Regions from separate parts of the Gossypium hirsutum genome. Here region 2 is linked to region 1. The links are chromatin contacts, called in public Hi-C maps. All regions are on one chromosome and are shown on one strand. The core of a region is the stretch at or near the end of the contact, and the rest is flanking DNA. Distances in the headings are between cores, read along the strand shown.

Evidence for each region. Hi-C and Micro-C count contacts between places; a contact is called where the count stands out from the background.
Region 2: a contact with region 1 is called in a Hi-C map of leaf, with 2.9 times the contacts expected there. The contact joins two enhancer-like sites. A contact is called at or near these places in 5 of 34 Hi-C or Micro-C datasets (callus, fibers and leaf).

The regions. Positions count from the first base shown.
Region 1 is chrD12:12,609,779-12,616,258 of Gossypium_hirsutum_v2.1, reverse strand. No RefSeq gene overlaps it. Among protein-coding and RNA genes, the nearest start is that of LOC121224684, 15 kb to the right of the region's middle. Within about 2 kb of position 4,193, at least 5 of the 9 cell types and tissues checked have an H3K27ac peak or open chromatin away from gene starts, as enhancers often do. A contact at or near this core is called in leaf, where this site is marked.
Region 2 is chrD12:12,789,240-12,795,719 of Gossypium_hirsutum_v2.1, reverse strand. No RefSeq gene overlaps it. Among protein-coding and RNA genes, the nearest start is that of LOC121224686, 5.7 kb to the left of the region's middle. Within about 2 kb of position 3,764, at least 3 of the 9 cell types and tissues checked have an H3K27ac peak or open chromatin away from gene starts, as enhancers often do. A contact at or near this core is called in leaf, where this site is marked.

The sequences.
Region 1 (6,480 bases), core at 2,944-5,443:
TAAATTTGGGAGAAATAAAATATATGTGTATTAAGTTTATAAGTTTTCTACATAAGTTACATAATACACCACTTACATATCTTACAAAACTTATATAATACATAACTTATATTTAAGCTTGCATAACTTACATAATAATTTACAGAACTTATATATAATAACAACATAATACTTTATGTTATAATACATAACTTGTATATAAGCTTGCATAACTTATATTTAAGCTTGCATAACTTACATAATAATTTACATAACTTATATATAATAGCATAATAAATTACATAATACTTTATGTTATAATACATAACTTGTATATAAGCTTGCATAACTTACATAAATTAAATAACTTACATAACTTACATAACCTACATAAATTAAATAACTTACATAACTCAAAAGATCCAGTCGACGAGGGTTGGTACATTGTACTCCGTAACATCCCTAGAGACTTGTTTGACATGGGCAGTAGAAGTAGAGATAACATCGACAACAGATCAGAAACTTTGCCCTTTCCAGAACAAAACTTAAACGATAATATCCCTAGTACTAGTGCACAATTTCAATGGGTTCATCAGGATACGGATGAAGATATTTACGAATAATGATGTAGTAAGATTTTACGATTGTTTAATTATATGTAATATCATAATTTAAATCTTGGTCTTATTATATATTTCAACTATTTTATATGTGTTGTTATTGTTGTAATTAGTTATTAAGTTTTCAACTATTTTATGTGTATTGCAGATAAAATGCCTAGGAGAAAAATTCTAAGGGGAAGCATTGTTCAAAATTATCCAAACTCGACAAAAACAAATAGTACTGAACAACAGACAGCAATTGGATCTTCGAATGTTCCGATTACATCTGAGGATCCTACAGAAGTTCAAAGTAATTTTACATTTAATTTACATGCGTGTTGACTTATAGTTGATTTATTTTTCAAATTCTTATATTATAATATACCATTTGTAGCTGAAAATGGTGGGATGCGCAGAGGTCGAGGACGTACGCTACTTAGAGAGTTATACGAGTTAGATCCAGTCAAGCGTGTCAAAGTTGTACGAAACAGTTTTGGTCAGCCTGTTGGATCAGAAGCTCGACTTTTAGCAGGATACATGGGCATTTTAGCACGAAATCTGAATATGTTTCCTATCAACTACGAGTCATGGCATCAAATGCCCGATAGCAACAAAAACCAAGCCCTCGATAATATTAAGGTAAAAAAATGTTAATGTCATCTGTAATGCTTGGGACATAGTTTCATTTATATTTACTTTATTAACTCTAGTTTTTTGTTTTTTGTAGGCGAGGTTTGCTTTAGAGGTCTCGGATGCTTATGTAAAGAAGGCATTGAGAAAAAGATGGAGAGACAATAAAAGTACTTTGAAGAAAAATTATTATAAGACAAAAACAACCCTCGATGAGAAATTGCAAAATGTCCCGCTGGGTATGTTGAGGTACCAATAGGAAGATGCGGTTAGATTTTGGCATTCGAAGAAAGGCGAGGTATGACGTACTTCCAAACTATTGTAATTACTTTGGTTTATAGTATTTTCTATTTAAGTACTAAAAAATTCATAACGTAGGATCGTGAACAAGTTGGAAAAAGCAGCAAGCAGAAACAAAAATTTACCCACACAGCCGGGTCGAGAAGTTTTGCATGTGTAACTGAGGCGGAGGTAATTTTAATTTTTTTAATATTGTCAAATATGTATAACTTTCTATTAAATAATATTTTTACTACTATATTGTAGGAACTGTCGTCCGGTCAAAAAGTTGGACGCCTTCAACTTTTTGAAATTACACATAGGAAGAAAGATGGATCTCCCATGACTCCTGAAGCTGGTGAAATCGATTTGACTTGTTTTAGTTATTTATAGTGTTTATTTTTTAATGGTTTAATTCATTGCTTGTAATGCGACTGTTGTTATGTTGCATATGTTTTTTAATATATATTGCGTTCGTAATTATGTGATTTATTTATTAGGAAAAACTAAAGGATAAAAAGGCGAAGTACGAAGCGATTGCTTCTAGTGATAGTTCTGTTCATCTTGAAGACATTGATAACCGAATTATTACTGAATTTTTGGGTCCTGAAAGGTATGGTCGGGTTCAATTTCAAGGATCTTTCGTTAGCCCAACCCAATATTTTAGATCCAGCTCTCAGCAATACATGGCTTCGGGGAGTCAGGCTCAAGCTGAAGTTCAGAGGTTAAAAGACCAGATGACTCAGATGCAAGCGACCACAGGTGAGGTTCAAAGGAAATATGAAGAACTCCAGCTACAACTTAAAACAGACGCAGCAGCGAGGGAAGCAGAGGCTGCAGCGAGAGAAGCAGAGGTTCAAAAGAAATATGAAGAACTCCAGCTATGACTTAAAGCTGATGCGGTATCGAGAGAAGCAGAACAGAGCAGAAAGTACGATGAACTCCAGCAGCAGCTTCAGAGTATGATAAAGATGTTTCAGTCGCAACTCCCGCCGTCATAGTGTATTGCATAAATATTTTTATCATTTTAACTTTTAACATTTTTGCAAAAATAATATGAATTCACTTTTATTTATTGATATTAATATTATTTTATTCGTTTAATTTGAAATATTATATAAATTTATTGCTTTTAGCTGGTTTAGATCTGGTAGCTTTTGATTTGTTGCTACAGGAGGGCTGAAAAAATGAAAAATTTAATATAAAAAAAATCTCAAAAATAGTGGCGTTTTTGTACAAAAGCGCCGCTAAAGAACATGTTCTTTAGCGGCGTTTGTGAAAAAAGCGTCGCTAAAGATCATATTCTTTAGCGGCGTTTTTATACAAAGCGCCGTTAAAGAACATGTTCTTTAGCGGCGCTTAATAAAAAACGCCACTAAAGATCATGTTCTTTAGCGGCGCTTATATAAAAACGCCGCTAAAGACCATGTTTAAGATAAAAGGGATGATTTTTTAGATAGTCCTCTTTTCATTTATTTTGTAGTCTAAGTTAGAAGTATTTCAAAAAGAATGGAGTATTAAGTAATATTCACATTGGAGAGAGATGGAATATTTAGTAATTATTAGGTAATTTTATACTGTTTATATTTATATTTTATTCAAATTATTTTTAAAATTTAAGGAATCAAAAATCAAATTATGATGTTTAATTAATTATGTTGTGACAAAATTAAAACATCTCAAATAAGTTGGCAAACAATAACCGATGTTAATTGATGATGATGGATTGAAGAAAATACCTTGATCAAAAAGAGGATAGATTGAAGAAGATCAAAATTAACATTTAAATCTTTTTCTAATATTATTAGTAACTATTTTGTAATTATATTTTATTTTAAAATTTTTAGAAAGCTGAATTTTTGTTAGCCTAAATATAACATTAATTTAATTGTTTTTAGGAAACTAAATTTATTTTAATTTGTCTTTAATTTATTACATATTATAATATATAATTAGATGATCTAATATAAATAGTTATTTCACTTATAAAAAGAAAACTAATATAAAATTTAAAAAAATTATTATAGTAATCTCACCCCTATTAGGTAAAGTTGATTTGAATGTGATCCATAAATTTTAATTTAATTTTATTTTATTCAACTTTAATTTATTTTTAATTAATTTTTATTTTGAATTACAAAATAAAACATTAAAAACTAGTTTTTAATATTGAAAATAAAATATTGAAATGAATTGTTTGAAGTTAAATTGATAATTTTTAATACATTAAAATTATAATAATAAAAAATTGTTGAATAATCTCATTATAGATTCTGGTCATATTTGCTCTTTTTTTACACAATGCCTAGAACTATTCATAGCTCTTCCCCAACCCATAAATAGAAGGATAATACGCTTCAGCGCACTTGAACCCATGTCCTCTTTTATTGACAATATTGTTCATGTCAATCGAGTTAAGGCTCAATCGACTAAAATCATAATATTAAATTAACTTTTTATATACATCTTGAATTACACTTATATCATAATTTAAATTATTTAATTTATAAATGAGTAATACGATATGATGACGTGAATCAGATGGAACAATCAGCCAGCTTGCAAATAAGGAAAGAGTATCCTTACCGTGTAATTTAGGGGATATTTCTAGGAATTTTGATTCCAATCCCAATTATAAACGACACCACTAATGGGGGGAATTTTCGGGATTTCATGGAAACATTATGACTAGTGTTGGGCCGAGAGGTGTTGCGATCAATGCGGTTGGGCTCATGGAGTTAGGGTCAGATGGTGAGGATAGGCCAATTCAAATGGATGATGGGAAAAAACGAAAAAGAACTGTTTGTAGCACATACATTATTTTAGCTCTAAAAAATATAGGTGCGTTGCTTGGCAATGAAGATATATCGACTGGCTCTACAAGGCAAGGCAGTCGAGCACAATGAAAACCTTTAGCTGGAACGTTCGTAGGTTAGGGAAGCCACGGACAGTTCATTGTCTCAGGAATAAGGTGAGAAAGGTTCGTCCCCAAATCTTGTTTCTAATGGAAACAAAAATTAGTGTACAAAGAATGGAAGGTATTAGACGGAAATGTGGCTTTCACCATGGTATTGATGTGGGAACCGAGGGTTCGAAGGGTGGATTGTCGTTACGTTGGAGACATCATGATGTAGTGACTTTACATAGTTATTCACAACATCACATAGATGTTGTAATACAAGATGCTGAATAAGGATTTTTATGGCGTTTTACCGATTTCTATGGGCATTGCGAAGAACATCTTAGATCAAGAACTTAGGAGCTACTTCGGCAGTTGGGCCAGGACTAAAGTTTACCGTGGCTTGTTGTAGGTGATTTTAATGAGATTACTTATTCCTTTGAGAAACAAGACGGTTGTAACTAGGTAGAAAAGAAAATGGAAGCTTTCCAATCAGTGTTACTTGATTGTGATCTCAGTGACTTGGGCTTTATAGGGCGATGGTTCACTTGGGAACAAGGCTGATTTGTCGCAACCAATATTCGGGAAAGGCTATATCACGGGGTTGCAAACTCGACATAGTGGAATTGTTTTTTAGAATTCTTCGTTACTGATTTGAGCCATTCTATCTCTGACTATTGTCCACTTATGGTGGATACGAGAGGGAGATGTAAAATAAGGCAAGGGCGTGGGAGGAAAAATTTTAAATTTAATGTCGAATGGTTTTTGTAAGATTCTTGTGAGAAAGTAATCTGGGATTATTAGGAGTTGGTCACGGAGATAGTGCATATGAAGCTTGAGCGTTTGGGGCAAAAACTTGTCAATTAGAGTCACACTATTCGGAAGGATCGATAGGCCCATAAGAAAGGGTATGGTGACAGATTGAATGAGCTATATGCAAAAGACCCGGATGATGATACCCTTGTTAAGCTGATGGAAGTTCAACTTGGGTTGAACCTAGAGGCTGATAAAGAGGAGATATTTTGGGAGCAACGGGCACGGATCAATTGGCTCTCCAACAGTGATCGTAATACTATTTTTTTCCACAAGATGGTCAATGAAAGAAGGCAGAGAAATGCTATATGAGGTTGAGAGGATGATGAGGGGCGTTGGGTTTCTGACGAAGATGGGATAATGAACCTAGCCTCTGGCTATTTTCGAGGATTGTTCACAACCTCGAAAGCAGGATATGCTTCACGAATTTTTGATAATGTGGAAAAGAAAATTTCGGATAAGATGAATGACAAACTATTGCAGCCTTTTTGGAAGAGGAGATTTGGATGGCGATCAAAGATATGGCTCCTCTTAAAGCACCAAGCATTGATGGCTTCCCGACCTTGTTTTATCAATGATATTGGCACATTTTGGGGAAGGACATCACGTCCTATTGCCTTGTTGTGCTTTGGGTCGAAATAACGTTGGAAGGCACAAAACACATAGTTTTAATCCCAAAGGTTAGTAAGCCATGAACTATCATGCAATTTCGTTCTATTAGCCTTTGTAATGTGTTATATAAAATCGTTGCTAAAGTGTTAATTAACAGAATGAGTGGCTTATTAACACACTGTGTCAATGAGGCACAAGGGGCTTTCATACCTAGAAGGCAAATCTCTAACAATGTTTTAGTTGCATATGAGATTTTGCATTTGCTTAAAATCAGAAAATGGGGCAAGAGAGGGAACTTTGCTCTTAAACTGGATATGAGCAAAGCTTACGACCGGGTAGAGTGAGATTTTTTGGCTGGGATGATGATTCATTGGGCTTTCATAGAGACTGGGTTACTTTAATTATGAGGTGTGTGGCTTCGATTTCTTATACAGTCAGAATCAGTAGGGGGTCTTAGTGCAAGTTTTACTCTGTCGAGAGGTTTACATCAAGGTGATCCCCCTCAGTCCTTACTTATTTTGCTGTGTGCAGAAGGGTTTTTAGCAATTTAGGTTTGATTTTATGTTGCATGCATTAAGTCATAAATATTAATTAGGCTATTAGATTATTATTATTTGATGAACCCGATTTTAATAAAAACGTAAGTAATTGCCATCTTTTTCGTTG
Region 2 (6,480 bases), core at 2,515-5,014, 180 kb before region 1:
GATTGAAAGTCATTTAAGGAAAGCTGTATAAAAACTGATTGCATCATTAATTAGTTAATCTGTGTTTTTGTTGTGCAGGTTTGTATCCCCTTTTCTAAAGATTTCACTTTGATGCCCTTAATTATCCTGGATTTGGATCGAGTTTGTGTGGTTCAGTATAGAATCCTGAAGCAACTAAGCTTGATGAAAGAATGTTTCGAAAGAATACCTGATCAGCTTTTCTTGGGCCCTGGCAATTCCAGATAGTTATCATGCCTGATTTGGGTGAGTTAGTTGATTATAAAGAGGTTAGTTATTTTTTCTTGACTTGAACGAAGGAGTGGTAAAAATTGTTGTCAGGTACTCGTTTGGCACGGGTTTAAATCGTGTTATCTCCAACATTTACTCCTAATATTATATATAAAAAGAAGTTAGTTGTTTTAAGCACAAGCAAATGAGAGAATCCATTGAAAATAAAATGATAGTTGTGAATTGCGATTTATATATATTTGCCATGATTTTAAAGATTGTATCAACTCCGTTCATTTCCATTTCCTGTAAAAGTGGAGAATTGAAGTTTGTGTTGCTTAGAATTCAAGGAGTGCATCAGTTGTTTCATGTACTTGGAGTTACATGATTAAATATGGTTTTAAGTAGGTTTAAAATGTTCATAAGCATAAATATAATGAAATTGAGAACTATTTACAAAGCATTCGTGAGCTTTGCGGCAAGGCTTGGGAAGTGAAGATTTATCATGTGCTTAACCAATCAAATTTACTTGGTAGTACAATAGGAGTTCCATATATTGTAATAAGGCTTAGCCTCTCTCCTTTTTACCAGTATATTTAATAAATTCATATAACTGCATTGTAACTAAAATGTTAATAAGTCTGTTTATAAATATGTTTTTCAACTAATTTTTTTAGGGGGCTGGAATTAAATTATATATTTTTGTGATAGTAAAAGTATAATTTCATCATTTTAATAGCCTAAATTTTTATAATTTTAAAAAGATTAAATCAACCTTTTATCATTTTTTAAAGGTCAAAGGGTAATTTTATAATTACTAATTTAAAATTTTATAAATTATAAAGAAGCTTAAATGAAAAACTTTCCATTTTAACTTGCCCCGCTCAAGTAATGATTCTGTATGTTTACTATTTCTTTTATCTATTATTATTTTTAATTTCTAAGTTTATATTATGTATTAATATATTATATATATTAAAAAATTATGAATTTATCAAATTTATTTTTAAAATCAAACAAAAATGAATCCGTGCACTGTAAAAGTGTAGTTTACTTTTAATTTGACGAATTCACTATGAAATTAAACATTTTATATTATTCTATTTTTTTTAAAAAAAAACCATAAGCTGCAAATGATTTTTTAAGGAAATTTTAGTTTAAATAATGACATAATACGATGCCGTTTTGAGCTAGGGTTCCTAGCGCCCAAATGACGCCGTTTAGCGACCATACCCGATGACCCGATCCAATCGCGGCTAGATCCGCGCGTTTTGGTAAGGGGAGGGTTATTTGCAACCATGACCCCTCCACCTTGTAACAGTATTTCAATTCGATACTTTTTTTTATTTTATTTCCTTTTTGATTTTAATCTTTTATTTCATTTTTGTTTCGATTTGATCCACAACGAAGTGTCGCGTTTTGAGGGACGGGAATATTTCCCTTTTGGGTCCCCCTGTTATTCGCGTATCTCGTTTCAGCCCCCGCATTTTGATTTATTTCCATTTGTTACCTTTAATTCTGCTTTAAGTTAAAATACGACCCTTATTAAGTTGTCTTATATATTTTTTTTTAAATATTCGTTATCCCATTATTATTTAAATATAGGTAATTTTAGATCTAATATTATTTTTTATATTTGTACTTCATATTACTTTAAAGTTATTATATATAAGATTTATCGTAGAATATTGTTATGTACTTTATTTTAAGTTTACTACATATTATTATTTTAAACCTATTATGCATTATATTTTTTTTTCATCATGTATTATGTATTCATATTTTTGAACTTATTGTGCATTATTATTCTAAAATTATTATGTATTATTACTTAAAAGTTATACTGTATTATTTTTTTATATTTGTCATATTTTTAATGTATTTCATTTTATTTATAAAATTCTCCTTTATATTTTGTTGTGTTTTTTATTGTTCTTCATACAAATAAAACTCTCATATAATATTATTTTACATTTTCTCATTAACTTACGATAAATTATTGTTACTTCTATAGGTATGGTATTGTTTTTATCATTATATTAACTTTCAATTCAGTTTTTAATATTGTCATTAATATTTGTATAATATGTGATATGACATGGTATTCATGTGTTCTGTATTGCTCACTTGTGTTTATTGATTGTCTGACATTCATTTGTATACGTGTTAGTTTACGAACAATCATTTTGCGTTGTACATTATTATTCAATCGTTTTTTTCGTTCAAAAGATTACGTCTAATATCGTTTAAGTATCAAAATCGTTTTATTCAAAAAAACTTTCAAAATAAAGCAAATACTCGACATTTGGAATCTTCGAAAATTGAGCCCTAACGTATTGGGTTCCAATTCTCTTCATTGAATCTAAATAATCGAGAATATTCTTTAATCAAAACACATCAATAAAAAGCTCATTCTCGGGAATTTGACGCGTTGTGTCCTAACGCATTGGATATGACATGTTTTCTCGAGACGAGAATTTTTCTAACAAATGAAAATAAAGGCAATATTCGATAACTAGGAATTTTGTGAAATCGAACCCTAACTTACTGAGTTTTGATTTTCTCATTTGACCCAAATAATCAAATATCCTTCTCAAAACGTATAGGTTTTAAAAGTTAGGAGATGAACTTGATTTTGAGGATTTGAAATATTGCGCTCTAACTTACTGAGTGAGATAATTCATGAGCCTTATCATCCAATTCATTTTTATTCAAGATAAAAGGATCGTATTTTGAAATCTTTTCAAAGTTCCGACATTAAGACATTAAACAATCGATTCGATACCAATTTTGGGCGGCACGAGGGTGCTAACCCTTTCTCGTACGTAACCGACTCCCGAACCTGTTTTCTCAAAATTCACAGGCCTAAAATTATTTTCAAGGTGATCCGATCACATCTCAATAAAAGATCGGTGGCGACTCCCGTTTTCATTTTAAAAGTTGATCCCCGTTTTTCAAACTTAAAAATGGTTTCGATAGACTGTAAATTTCTTTTTAACTAATACAAAATTAAAATAAAAACATGATTAGAAATATGATCAGCAGAGCATTCTGCTTGGTCGGTTGGGCAGCTTTGTAAAGGCTGGTGACAACTGCCCAAATCTCCCAAGGGCATTCGAGGTCTGGTGGCGAAGAACACTTATTAGACCATATGCTATGCTCCAATGAGATGGAAATTGTAGGCAATGCCAATCCATATAGCCTCATCTGTGCCCAACCATTTATCGTAGGAAGAAGCAGAGCCTATCTAGAATTGTGACTCTGGGTGCATCGTTTTGGCCCAAACCCAAACCTCCAGGTGGGGAGAGTCATCTGGCATCTGTTGTTGTGTAGGTTGATTTCTAAATAATGAATGTGAAAAATAAAAGCTCTAATATCAAGTTATCGTCCGTTTCTTTTGCATTGAATTTACCATTTATATACCCCACAAACAAGACAGAAGCCGTTCCTGCCCCAAAAGGCAATTCAGTGAATTGTCTGATACAAGGTTTGTGTGCCTATAAAAAATCCAGGTGAAGCGATTTTGGATGAGTGGTCGGAGAAAAAAGGACCGATATTGTGGATTCAGGACCACCCTCCCTCTCCATCCGACGCATACAAGAGTAGGGTTAAAAATGTCAACCTAGATGAGCATAGAAGCTGGAGTGGAGTCTCATTAATCATTTTATTTGATTGGTGATGATCCCTAAAAACCATTTTCAAGTTTTCTCAAACGTGCCCCAGAAAGTAATAAATTAATTTAATGAATCGTTAAGTTTTGATTCTCTCAAATCAAGAAAATGGGAAACACAAGTGAAAGTGACATTACTTGCTACACTTATCTGTTGCTGACAGTGAAGTGTTTTGAGAGTGATAAGGGTTCTTTTGTATTTATTTTGCAGCTTTAGCTGATGATTCCATCTTTGATTGTAATGTAAACCCTCATGGTGTCGTCTTTGTTGCTTTATATCCTTTCTCTCAAATCTAAGGGTCATTGTTGCTTTACATATATGCTTTGTTTATTTGTTTTTTACTTAAGTTGTACCAATAATCACATTACTCTTGAATTTGAAGCAAAGCTCTTTCCGTGTTTTTTATTATTATAATATTTGAATTTCTTATTATTCCGCTGTCGACTTTTAAGAACAAATCTAGAATTTGACTTTCGGGTAACGCAACAAAAACCCTACCATTACTTTCAAGTCTTATTTAATTGGTTTATACTATGAAGGAATTTCATTTATACCCAGATTTTTAAAATCTAAATTTCTTTTCTAAATTCCATCTAAATATGTGGTTTCTCAAAATTTATGGTAATTTTATTTAATTTAATACACAATATCAATTGAGTCTTAGTTCGATTGGCATGTGTATTGTTGCCGATGCAGGAGGATATGGGTTTAAGTGCGCTGAAGCGCATTATCCTCCTAGTTATGGATTGATGAGGGGTTATGAGTAGCCTTAAGCAGTCTGCCAAAAAGAACATGGATTATTTTATGTTAATTATTGTAATTAAAAATACAATATTTTAAATATGTTGTGCTATAGAAAGTAATATGTTAAATATGTTGAAAATGCTTTAAATATTTTTTGAAAAATTTTAGTTATAATATGTGAATTGATAAGTTAATATATTTTAATTATATTCAATAATTTAAAATAGGAAATATTATTTTATGTTAATTACTGTAATTAAAAATACAATGTTTTAAAAAGTAATTAAATTTAAAACATGTAAAATCACATGCGTTGCATAATATATATAAAAGTAAGAATTTGAAGAAATTTGTAAACCGTTGGGAATACCTTTTATTTTCTATCATAGTACTCAATTTACATTTAAAATTAATTATAATAAACATAAAAAGTTGAAAAAAATCGACTATGGTAATTTTTTTAAAAGGAGATTACGGTAGTTATATTAAAAATTTATGATAATTCTAATATAATTAAAAAGTTGCAAAAAGAAATAAATTACAGAAATTATATTAGAAAAAGTTGAGATAATTATAATATAATTTAGATTTAGATTTATCAGTTAAAAATTGTATATGGTAGGTTTTTTTTATTAAAAAAATGGTGATAATTCTAATATAATTTAGGTTTATTAGTTAAAAAAATAAAAAAGCAGTATACAAAATAGTTTTTAAAGGTTATATAATTAAACTTTATTTACTTAAATTAGAGTTATAACTTGAAAAAAGAATTAAATATAAAAATTATCTATTAGTTAGAGTTATATATAAATTAAAATTTAAGTTTATGTTTATAATAGTTAAGCCTATTTAGAGAGCCACTTAGCAAACCGTCCGTTATTTTCACAAGAAAATTATGAATCCTTTCGGCCACAAAATTTTTTAGTGGAAATTTGTTTTACTTTTTTTTATTTGATTAAGCATAGTTTTAAAATTTTAGGTTTACAATTTGACTACCAAACTTAACAAATTCAACTAAGATTTATTATTTATCTAATTTAATATTTATATTTAAGTATTTTAGTGTGTTGGTTTCACTCTTAACCGAGTGATTAGTTTAACTACGAAACTATAGAAATATATCTTTTTTAAATTAAATTTAAAATTATTATGATTACACTTTTGTCTTTTCATACTTTTATATTATATGTAGATAAAAGTTTTAAAAATTACAAATTCAAGAATCAAACACTTGTTTAATAATATGAAAATACAAGTTCATTACCACTCCATCAATATTTATAATTTAATAAATTTTAAAATAAAATATATTTAATTTGTTACTTTAAAAGAAAATTATATAAGATATTTTCTTTCACTGACATTGTAGGTGTGACAAAATCTAATTACTTTTAATATGTTTTTCATACATAGTTATATTAATATTTTGATTTATTAAAAACAAATTATAATAGAATTATATAATTTTGATAAAAAAATAATATAAAATAGGACATACTACAAAAGAATACAAACATTGTGTTTTTATTATAATATGAAAATTCAAAATTTATATAGTATGAATTATTAACATATAAAATCTATGTCATGTCCTGAAATATAAGGGTTAATTAAAATGGTTAAACAAGAAATGAATTAGGCTTAATGGTTAAGTGTTAGAGAGTTCTCCCTAGAGACCCAGGTTTGAGCTCACTTCCTCTCAATTTTTTTTTTAAATTTTCGACAACCTAGGGTAAAGCCATACCTCAAAATATATACGGTTAGAAATTAGGATTAGAAAAGCAATGAACTATAGTCTTAACGGTTAAGTGATGAGTGCATCCATCTTAGAAGTCTT